Regions from separate parts of the Mus musculus genome. Here region 1 is linked to region 2. A link is a contact called in public HiChIP or PLAC-seq data. All regions are on one chromosome and are shown on one strand. Each heading gives the region's core, a stretch centred on a gene start, on an enhancer-like site or on the middle of the called end of the contact. The rest is flanking DNA. Distances are from core to core; before and after follow the strand shown.

Evidence for each region. HiChIP or PLAC-seq counts read pairs in DNA pulled down with a chosen protein or histone mark.
Region 1: a contact with region 2 is called in an H3K4me3 HiChIP or PLAC-seq map of embryonic stem cells, with 29 read pairs. The contact joins the promoter of 1700122O11Rik here to the enhancer-like site in region 2. A contact is called at or near these places in 1 of 39 promoter capture datasets (embryonic stem cells), 6 of 15 datasets of contacts at CTCF or cohesin (the NIH/3T3 cell line, embryonic stem cells, large pre-B cells and 1 more), 99 of 484 Hi-C or Micro-C datasets (the AML12 cell line, B cells, the C2C12 cell line and 53 more), 19 of 115 datasets of contacts at active chromatin or transcription factors (T-cell acute lymphoblastic leukemia, astrocytes, craniofacial prominence and 12 more) and 3 of 9 other capture datasets (adipose tissue, embryonic stem cells and embryonic tail).

What each region holds. Positions count from the first base shown.
Region 1 is chr17:48,036,706-48,040,304 of GRCm38.p6, reverse strand. It overlaps 1700122O11Rik (RIKEN cDNA 1700122O11 gene), which reads left to right and starts at 2,012. Exons shown (of 3, transcript NM_029689.1): 1 at 2,012-2,091; 2 at 2,737-2,890; 3 at 3,024-3,560. The coding sequence starts at 2,034. The coding sequence ends at 3,537.
Region 2 is chr17:47,801,951-47,808,919 of GRCm38.p6, reverse strand. No RefSeq gene overlaps it. Among named protein-coding and RNA genes, the nearest start is that of Tfeb, 20 kb to the right of the region's middle. Within about 2 kb of position 3,654, at least 12 of the 459 cell types and tissues checked have an H3K27ac peak or open chromatin away from gene starts, as enhancers often do. A contact at or near this core is called in trophoblast stem cells, where this site is marked.

The DNA of each region.
Region 1 (3,599 bases), core at 763-3,262, 230 kb before region 2:
CATCCTCCGCGGAGGCTGCAACTAGAGAAGCAAAGTTAGAAGGACCTTGGTCAAACTGGTCTCGATCCTGGGATTTTCTGGGCAATTGGAGGCCACAATTTAGATAGTTTCCGGAATCGATGTCCCTTAAAGACCAGCGCCTGGACTCTACTGAGTAAACTCCCATTTCAACTTCCTCCTCTTCCTCTATTTGAACAACGTGTATCATTAAATTATAAAATTGTTGTTGTTGTTGTTGTTGTTTCAAAAATTAACTTTATTGGGGGAGGGGCAGTTGCCCGAGGACAACTTGTGAGAACCAGGTTTTGCCTTCCACACTTAGGGGTCCCTGGAATGGAACTTATGTCAATACACTAGGCAGCAAGGGGCAGCCGCTTTTTATCTTTTATCTTTTACACTGAGACCCAGAGGACAGCTTCTTCAACGTCGCGTAGTAAATTTATCCTAGAGCTCAAGCCCACACGGGTTGCCCAGTTGCCCGGCCGTCAGGACCACTGCAGGGACTGAACAGTAGAAGGCAGAAGCAGGTGGCCCGTGTTTCGCCCTCCGTGGGAGACACTGACTGACTGCAGGCATAGTGACTGCGGGGGAAGACTGCAACTCTCAAAGTCCCCACTTCCTGTCCTTGCCTAGAGGGAGGAGGGGGGAGTCCCAGGCAGGGCCTTGGAAACCCTGACTAATGGGCAGGAGCCTCTGCGGGACTCCGCCCAGAGTTGGTTGCTGTCAGCTTCAGGGAGCTACTGAGAGGGAAAATTACTCACGTGGGAGGGAGGGATTGTTTTTAAGTAGAGGCAGATGGTAGAGAGGTGGGACTCGAAGGAAAGTGCACAACACTTTGTGGCCGGCAATATGTATTATTTGCAATATCTGGGGTCCTACTGTGTGCCAGCCACTCCTTTTCTCTTGCACCATCTACTCTCTCTGCATGAGCTGGAGAGATGGGAACCAACTTGCGTTCCACTTTGCAGATGAAGATAATGGGGCTCTAGGAGATGGAGATGCTTGCCCAGGGTAGCCAGTAAGGAAATCCCAAGCGTTCACTTCACACTTACCTGCAGGCTTCCTTCTTCAGCCTGGATTGTGTTCCTCGGCCTTCTAGGTCATCAAACCCTAGCCCTTTCTTCTCTAAGATTCCCTAGACAGGCAGGCCAGCTGTTGTGCTGGACTTGATCTCTTTACTCTAGCCAATAAAAACAAGGAAGAGAGACAAGAGCCACGAAGGGACACTTGGTATACCCATCCCCTTGCATACTCCCAAGACAACCACACACCTTAAAGTTCCACAGCAGGAACAGAAAGAAGACTGTGAGGTTCCAGGTCAGGGGCATTTCAGCACCAACTGGAGGGCAGAGAGATCTTGCCAGTTCTTCACGTTCCTGCTCAGAAATTAGCCTAAGCTTAGGACTCCAGCTATACTACTGTAGAAATTTAGGCTCTCCATGCCCGCTATTCCAGTATTCAGGGGGCTGAGACTGGAGGATAATGAGTTTGAAACCAGCCTGGGCTAACCAAGAGACTTGTCAAAAGCAAGAACAAAATACCCACATCAGATTCTCCTTCTCCAGTCAAATGTAGTGAGCATCGAAGTTTATCATCAATGTCTAGAAACACTCTCAAGGTCAGGCACAAGGGTATCTGCCCACATACTAATCTTTGAAGGTGGAGACAAACAGGTCGGAAGTAGCAGACTAACTTGGACTACATCATGAGATCTTGTCTCAAAACCAGTCAGGCATTGCTGGTGCTACCTTTAATCCCAGCAGCACCTGACTCTTCAGAGGAGAGGGGTCCCCAGCTGAACTGTGGGCTCTGTGGTATCTCATCCATTCCACAGAGGAGCTGGGGAAATGGAAGGAGAGTTAACATCCCAGAGACCCTAAGGAGCTAGATTTGGTAAAGACATGATGGCTCCTTTGGACTTATGGCTCACAAGGATGATGTCACAATAGGTTTGGAGGTGTGGCTCCTCCCTTTAAGCTAAGATAAAGAAGTTCTTGCTCACATTCCCTTCCCTTCTACTCCGAGTGGATAGGATGGAGTGGCATGGGCATGTCCCGTGGCCTGTCAGCCACTGGCCAAGTGACTTTGGAGGTCTGTCTCATGGACAGACATGAGCAGAAATAATCTCAACCCCAAATCTATACAGAAGTACTGGTTAGAAGTGTGTGTGCGTGCGTGTGTGCGTGTTCCTGTGCATGTGTGTGTGTGTGTGTTCAAGGAAGAAAGCCCCACTATGGCTTAGTAAGGCTCTCTGTAAGCGTCCCTGACGTGCCAGGTACAAACAAAGGTAATGGTAGCCATCGGAGGAGAGAGGGACTGAGGGGACTGATTCAAAGCATCTGTCAAAGTGATGAATGGTCCAGGCTTGGGCCTTGAGTCACCTAACTGGTAGAGTTTTTGTCAGGCAGAGGGGACTGAGAGCCAGGTGTAGCCTCACAAATCTGTGATCCAGCACTTGGAAGACTGCATCAGTCAGGGGAATTGAGAGTTTGAAGCCAGCTTGGACTACATAGTGAGACACTGCCTCAGAAAAAAAAAAAAAGCTAGGGGGGTTTGTCACTATATTCTAAGTGGCAAGATTGCCATCCAAATAGTCCAGCGTTGGTAGGCCTAAGGCCTAAATCTGGGGTGAGAGTGTGAGCTAGGGAAGGAATTTGGTTCTTCCCCAACCCTGAATCTGTCAATCCTGGATTCTCTTGATATGAGGTTCCTACCATCCCCCCCCCTTTTTTTAAGAGGAAAGATGGGTGAATTCTATCTTCAGTCCTATGTCCAAGATCTCATCATTGGAAGATATTTGGAACAAAATAAAACTTGAGGAAGAGGAGGAAGAAGAAGAAACAGGGAAGGAGAATGTAGACCAAGAGCAAGAGAAAGAAGAACAAAACAGGTGTGTTGAGACACAGCGCCTTCCTTCTTCCTCCTGTCCCTCCCGGCTCTGGAGAGCCTCACTCTATGACCATATCGGTCCGCTGCCCCTCTATCTCCACTCCCTGACTCCACTCTTCCTTCCTTTTGCTCAGGATCAAGGCCCTTCTTGGAGTACCCAAGCAGAACTCAGTGTGGGGCCTGATGGCTTGGCCCAGGCCCTCCCCAGAGCAAGCCCAGTGGTGGGAAGATTTCTCCCTGCCCTCACTCCGTGGAACCTGCCTCTGCGGCTGCAGATTGAGCTCAAAGATGAGGCTCCACCCCCTACCCTCCATGACTTCCTGCCCCACCCCTAAAACCTTGCCCTCATTGGGATCTAGAGAAGAGTCTAGCTGGCTAAGAAACCAGCCTCTGATGGAGCCTCTATCAGCGTCCAGATTGAAGATGCCCAAAGCAGTTCCCAGACTTCCACCCAAGGTCTCCCCTAAGAGATCTACTATGCCCAAGACAGGGCAACAGCAGACCGCAATGTCAATGTGGCCTCCGGTTATTATCAACCCTCCCTCCAAGAGCTCTGCTCTTAAGGGACAACACACACCCTCTGCCAAAGAGGTCACCCACACCCCAGGTGCCTGGGGCAACCCTTTGCCTCATCTTCCTTCAAAATAAATATTTTTTTGTTACACCAGCAACAGTCTAACACAGTTCTAGGCACTTTGAGATGTATTAGC
Region 2 (6,969 bases), core at 2,405-4,904:
AAAGAAGAGGAGGAGGAACAGGGAGGACTCACAGCTAGTCTGTGCTAATTTGTTGCTCATTTCCATTGCTATGTAACAAATAAACCCAGACCTAGCAGCTTTAAACCATTGAAACAGTCATGGCTTCACACAGGAATGTAACTCAGGAATTTGCACACAGTAGAGTGATTTGGGTCTGGCTCAGGGTCATTCAGGAAGATTCAGTCAAGATGGTAGCTGGGGTGGGGGTGGGGGGTTCTGGGGATGTAGCTCAGCTGATGGAATCCTTGCCTAGCATGCATGAAGTTATTGGTTTCATCTACAGTGCTACATAAACTGAATCACTGGTACCATACACCTATCGTATCACCACCTGGGAGGTAGAGGCAGGAGAAGCAGAACTACAAGGTTATCCTTTGCTACAAAGCAAATTCTAGAGCAGCCTGTGCTGAGACCCTGTCTTAGATGACAATGCTTAGTTACTTATCTATTGCTATAATAAGGCCCCATGACCGAGCCAACTTATAAAGAAAAGCGTTTAATTTGGAACTCATGGTTCTGGAGGGTTAGAGCCCATGACCGTCATGGTTGGGAGCATGGCAGGAGATAGGCAGGCGTGGCGTTGGAACAGCAGTGGAGAGCTTACATCTTGACCTGCAACCACAAGGCAGAGACATCTAACTGGGAATGGTTTGGGCTTCTGAAACTTCAAAGTCCACCCTCAGGGACACACCTCCTCAACAAGGGCATGCTTCCTAATCTTTCCCAAACAGTTTTACCAACTGGGGAACCAAGTATTCAAGTATATGAGCCCATGGGGGCCATTTTCATTCTAGTCAGCCCTTAGTAACGGATAATGATGATGATGGTGGTGGTGGTGGTGGTGGTGGTAGTAATTACATCATGTAGAACTATCTCTTGTCATCTTGATGGGACTAGAGGACCTATTTCCAAGGTGACTGGGTGGTTTGAATAGAAATGGCCCCCATAGACTCATGTGTTTGAATGCTTGGCCCATGGAGAGTGGCGTTATTAGGAGGTATGGCCTTGTTGGAGGAAGTAGGTCACTATAGAAGTGAGCTTTGAGGTCTCATATACTTCTGCTGCCTTCAGATCAAGATATAGAGCTCTCAGCACCTCCAGCACCATGTCTGCCTGCACACCGCCATGTTTCCCTCCATGATAATAATGGACTAAACTTCTGAAACTGAAAGTCAGCCCTAATTAAATGTTTTCTTTTATAAGAGTTGCTGTGGTCATGATGTCTCTCTATAGCAATAAAACCCTAAGACAGTGGACCACTCCTGTGGCTAGAAGTCGGTACTGACTATAACAGGAGACCTCAGTCCCTTATACTACCTTGCTACAGGGATTTGTGTGTGTGTGTGTTGGTGGTGGGTTTTTTTGTTTGCTCTTTTGTTCTTCTTTTTTCCTTAGTTGTGCTAGAACTTTCCTTTATAAAACTTAAAGCCAGACTGGCCTCCAACTCAGGAATCCACCTGCCTCTGCCTCCCCGAGTGCTGGGATAAAAGGCGTGTGCCACCACTCGGGGAATGCCGCAGGGATGTTTCAGTAGACTCACTCACTGGACCCAGCTTCCTCAGAGCTAATGAACTATTTCAGCCAAATGGGACCCTAAATGGCCTGAGACAGCCCTCCTTAGGTCAGCAGACACGGAAAGGGTGTGTGAGTCAGCGAACCTGGGAAGCTGGAATCAGTGGGAGTCACTTTGGAAGCCGCCTGCCATGTTTACCAGAGATCAGGCTATGCAGCCCCCATTTCATCTCACACATTTGCTGGCCTCGTGAGTTCCTGGGCTGTGCTCCCAGTGTCCTCCAGCACAGGAATTATTGTCCCCTTCTTACTGATGAGGCAACCAACCTGCAGAGCCAGCTAACCTTTTGTTTTTTTCTTTTTATCAAACCCAAGACATTGCACATGGTAGGCAAATGCTCTACCACTCTCTCCCCGCCCTTTTTTATACCATTTATTTTGAGGCAAGAGCTCTCTAAATTGTCTAGGCTAGCCTTAAACTTGCTTTGCAGGCCCTGAAGTTACAAATCTCTTGTATCAGCCTCCTAAGTAGCTGGAATCACTGACCTGTACCACCTGGCCCAGCAACCTTTTCTAAGTAACACCTCCAATGGAGTACCCCACTGAGCCTGGCTTCCAGCTCTCCTGGACGCATCCTACTTTGTTACATTATTTCCTAGTGAGCCCAAACCCTGGGTGCTGACTTAGGCTTTCTGTTCACTTGGACTCTTGCTATCTGTAACTGATGATGCTGTCTCCATTGAGACAGTGTGTGCTCCAGCTTCTTTCTCCTCATGTTAATTCAGAGCAGAAACTGGACTCTGCTCCTGCCGTCTCACAGCCCCAGGCTCCTCGCAACTGCCACGATTCTTATTCTCATGGTCCAGGACAGCGACACCCACATTCCAGGCAGCAAACGGAGAGAAGACAGAAATGAGAGCCAAGGCTTATGCCAAGATTCCCTTAAAGAAGATTCCCGAGAGCTACCGAAACATCTGCAGCTTCCCATTGGCTGGAACGCTGCCACCAGTCACAGTTAGCTACACAAGAGGCTGGGAGTGCAATCTTCCTTCTGGGTGGCCATGCGCTTGGCCAAAATGTCTAATAATGGAAAAACTGAGCTGAGAGTGTGGCTTAGTGGTAGAGTGATTGCTTAGTGTGCATGAGGTCTCAAGTTCAATCCCTAGATCAGAGAAAGTGGGAAGAGGAGGAGGAGAGCAGTACCAGGAGGAAGAGGACCTGGAGGAGGAGGAAGAGGAGGAGGAGGAAGGAGGAGAGCAGTACCAGGAGGAAGAGGACCTGGAGGAGAAGGACCTGGAGGAGGACCTGGAGGAGGAGGAAGAGGGAAAGAGGAGGAGGAGGAAGAGGAGGAGGAGTGAGATGGGGAAGAGTGAAGGGAGAAAAGGAAAAGGAGAAAGGGATGAAGAGGAGGGAGCAGGGGAAAGTTAAAAAAAAGAAATGTAGAATAACTGTATCAGGCCCGTACATTCTTTCTGTATGCATGTGCATATGTGTGTGCATGCACGTATGTGTTTTAACCTGTCAGAGTATTGTGCCTGAATGTGTTTGTGTACTGCATGCCTAATGCTCTCAGATGGTGTCATATCCCTGGAACTGGTGCTGGGAACTGAACCCAAGTTCTCTATGAGAGCAGGAAGTTCTCCTACGGCTAAGCCATTTTTCCAGCTCCACCTATTTTGTTTGTGAATAGACTTCTGATTTGTCTCGGGCAGGCCCCTGCTCCAGGGCAGGAAGCATGACTGATCAAAGCCAGCCACGGTGCTCCCCTGACCCTTGCCAGTGATTGGTTTAGAAATGGGTATCTGGCCGATGAAGCGTGAGGATCATCTGCTGAAGCTCCAAGGACCCGGGCAGGGACATTCTTGTTTCTGTGCTCTGTACCGTTCTCTGCATATAACCCTGAACACTAACCTTTGCTTTGCTTATCAAACCCAGTGCCTTGCACATGCTAGGCAAGCCTGCTGACACCGCAGTGCTCTCCTGCGCCATGAAGGAGCCCTGTCTGGGAAGCTGAGACAGCTCCCAAGGAGGCCAGAAACATCTATCTGCTCCTGCAGATATGGCGGAACCTGCCTGCAACCCCAGCTCATGGGAGACGAGACGGGGCAGCAGACCAGTGAGAGTTTAAAGGTCAGCCTGTTGTACACATTGACTTGGAGCCAAGACTGTGAAAGCCTCCTGATGTCATGTCTGCCCTGAAGTTGTAAGACTTTTAAACTTTCTGGGGTGTGTGTGTGTCTGCATGTTTGCATATGAGTCTGTGCATAGGTGGAGGTTAAAAAATCTCCGGTACTACACACCTTGTTAATGTTGCTTTTTCTTTCTCACAGCTAAGAATTGAACCTGGGGCCTTGTGCTTGCTGTGCAAGCACTCCTCTTGAGTTAAATACCCAGTACTGGGGCTGGTGAGATGCCTCAGCGGGTAAGAGCACTGACTGCTCTTCCGAAGGTCCTGAGTTCGAGTCCCAGCAACCACAGAGTGGCTCACAACCACCTGTAATGAGATCTGACACCCTCTACTGGTGCATCTGAAGACAGCTACAGTGTACTTACTTATAATAATAAATCTTTAAATAGATAATCTTTTTTTAAAAACATATACATGTGTGTATGTACTCACATGCATGCAATAAACAAACAAACAAACAAACAAACAAACAAACAAATGCCCAGCATCACTATCCACATTGTTTGTTGTTGTTGTTTGGGGGGTTTGTTTTGTCTTGTCTTTTTGTTTTCTTTTATTTTGCTTTGGTTTGGATTTTTCGAGACAGGGTTTCACTGTGTAGCTCTGGCTGTCCTGAAACTCAATAGACCAGCCTGGCCTCAAACTAAGACATCTGCCTCCTGGGACTAAAGGCATGGGCCACCGATGACCTAAAAGGCATAGTCCCCGCCTCTGGTAATAAAGGCACAGGACCACCCCAGCCTCCGTAGTTTTTTGAGACAGTGTTTCTAATTGGCTTTGGAGCTCACCAAGTAGGTTATATTACCTAGTTAGCAACCCCCAGCTTTGTCTTTCTCCAAAAATCCCAATGACTGAGGTGGCGGAGTCTTTGCCTACCAGGGATAGGGCCCTGGGTTTTAATCCTGGAGGGCGGGGGGTGGGGGGGGCACAAGCTAGGATAAAATACCTACAAATCATATGCATAATAAAATATTTGTTCACCAAATATATAAATCACTTTTATAAAAAGTATTAATCACTTTTTCTTGTGGCTGGAAGCACATAGCTGACAAGATGAACTTCAGGGAGGAGGGTTTGCTTTGGCGCACAGTCTGAGGGATCGGGTCTGTCACAGCAGGAGGGCATGGCAGTAGGGGCCTCCTCAGGGTGGGAGTTTATATTGGCCACTTGCTCACCTCTCCACAGGGCAGGAAACTGGAAGCGCTCACACACAAAATAAAAATAAATAGATCATTTCTTGAAACTCTTCGAGCACATTTTAAGAAAATCTTTTCTCTGTGTGTTTTGTCTGTGCGGGAATACGTGCATCACAGGCTGCAGAACCCAAAGAAGTCAGAAGAGGGCAGCAGACCTGTGACTTGAGTTACAGATGGTTGTGGGTGCTGGGGAGTGAACCCTGGTCCTTTTACAGCAAGTACTCTGAACCACAGAGCCATCTCTCCAGTACCTTCAATCACAACCTTGATAATTGTAGGGCAAATCCTTATATTTACATTACTCTGTATGTCACTTTTCTTGCTTATAAAGTAGGGATAATGATATCATTAAATCTTTCTGCCACGGTGTGTGTGTGTGTGTGTGTGTGTGTATACATGTACAAATGAACTTCCTAGAACAATTTCCAAACTGAAAGTGACTGTCTTCCTGGAAGCTGAGTGAACACATGGGTGCTAAAGAGACACTAGCCCAGATGTCCCTACACCCTCACAGTGTTGATTGCTGGCTACAAAGAAACAACGAGCTCCCAGCTCAGAACTCAGGGACAGGGAGAAAGCAAAACAGCCCTGTTTACCTGCCTGTTCCCTGGAGAAAGCTACAACCCCCACCCCCACATCACAGGCAGAGCAAACCAAAGCGTTGAGACAATATACCCTTCCCTGCCTTCCCCCTGCCAGGACTACTGGTCACTAATTACTTAGCAACCTAGAGAATCTACCAGGACCCCAGTTAGGTACCCGAAGATATAATTGCTCCCTAATTAGAAAAAGTTGTCAAATGGGAACAATTCTATCTATTCTTCATTTCATCTCTCCCTCAAGCCACATCTCTCTGCTTCTCCTCCCTCAGTGGGACCGCTTCCTGTGGGTGGGGGAGGGAGGGTACCAGAGGCCCGTGACAATCACGATCCTCTGCTCAGTCCCAGCCTCTGATGGGCTTCTATTCCCAGGGATCCCTGCACTTAGTGGTTTACTCTGGGGCCATTTAGGAAACGCAGGGGGCGTGGCTTGTCAATTATTCCTGTAGCTCTGGCTGGAGGTCCCAGCCTGCCTTCCGAAAGTGCTCAAAAGTGATTTTTCTGGGCTGCAAAGACCGTTGGACCTGAGACAGCTGACATTTGGCTCAGGAAATTGGGAGTTAAGAGGAAACTCCACAGGCCGGGCAGCTCTGCTGATTCAGTGTTCAACCAGTATTCAGGAAGCTGTGGGTTCAATCCCCAGAACTTCAGAAAGGGGGTGGGGGTGGGGAGCTTGCTCCACATATGCAATGAGCACATGGGACATGGAAGCAGGAAGATCAGGAGTTCAAAAACATCCTCTGCTACATAATTGAGTTTAAGGCCAGACTGGGCTGTGTGAGATCATCTCAACAAACAAACAAATAAACAAACAGAAATGAAACAATGACTGGATAGAGTCAGGTCAGGCTGAGCTATTGGGAGGGTATGGGGATGCAGTCAAAGCTGAGGCTGCTGGTTGTGAGGAACTGAAAAGGCCTCTCTCTGACCTGGAGGTATGTGGGCTTCACCCAGTGAGCACAAGGCAGTCAGCTAGCAAAGAAAAGTCACTCCAGCCACACAGAACTGAAGGGCTGCAGGCCAGGCCAGGATGCTGGAGCCTGGATGACTCCAAATGGCTTCTGGCAGACAGAGAAGGCCAAGGGGGGTGTGAGCAGATGAAGCCCAGTGGCCCGTGATTTGCCTTTGTCACATCCAGCAGACACCATCCTCAATGGACTTCAAACTCTGCCACGGAGTAGGGAGGTTGAGGAAAGGGAGGGAGGACCTCAGGGTGCAGGGAAGACCAGAGTCCTATCCATTACACAAGTCACCCCTGAGACACTGGAAGCAGAAGCTGCCCAGGGTTTATAGGAGGGGAGTTGAAGGCAGTGACTGCCAATGGATGTAGGGTTTTGTGTTGGTGTGATGACAGGTTCTACTCCTGTCTGGGGACTGAGCAAGAAGAGGAAAAGCCACAGTGTGTGACACATGCCTCCAAGTGTCTTTGAACAAGCTGGAGGCCTGGCCATCC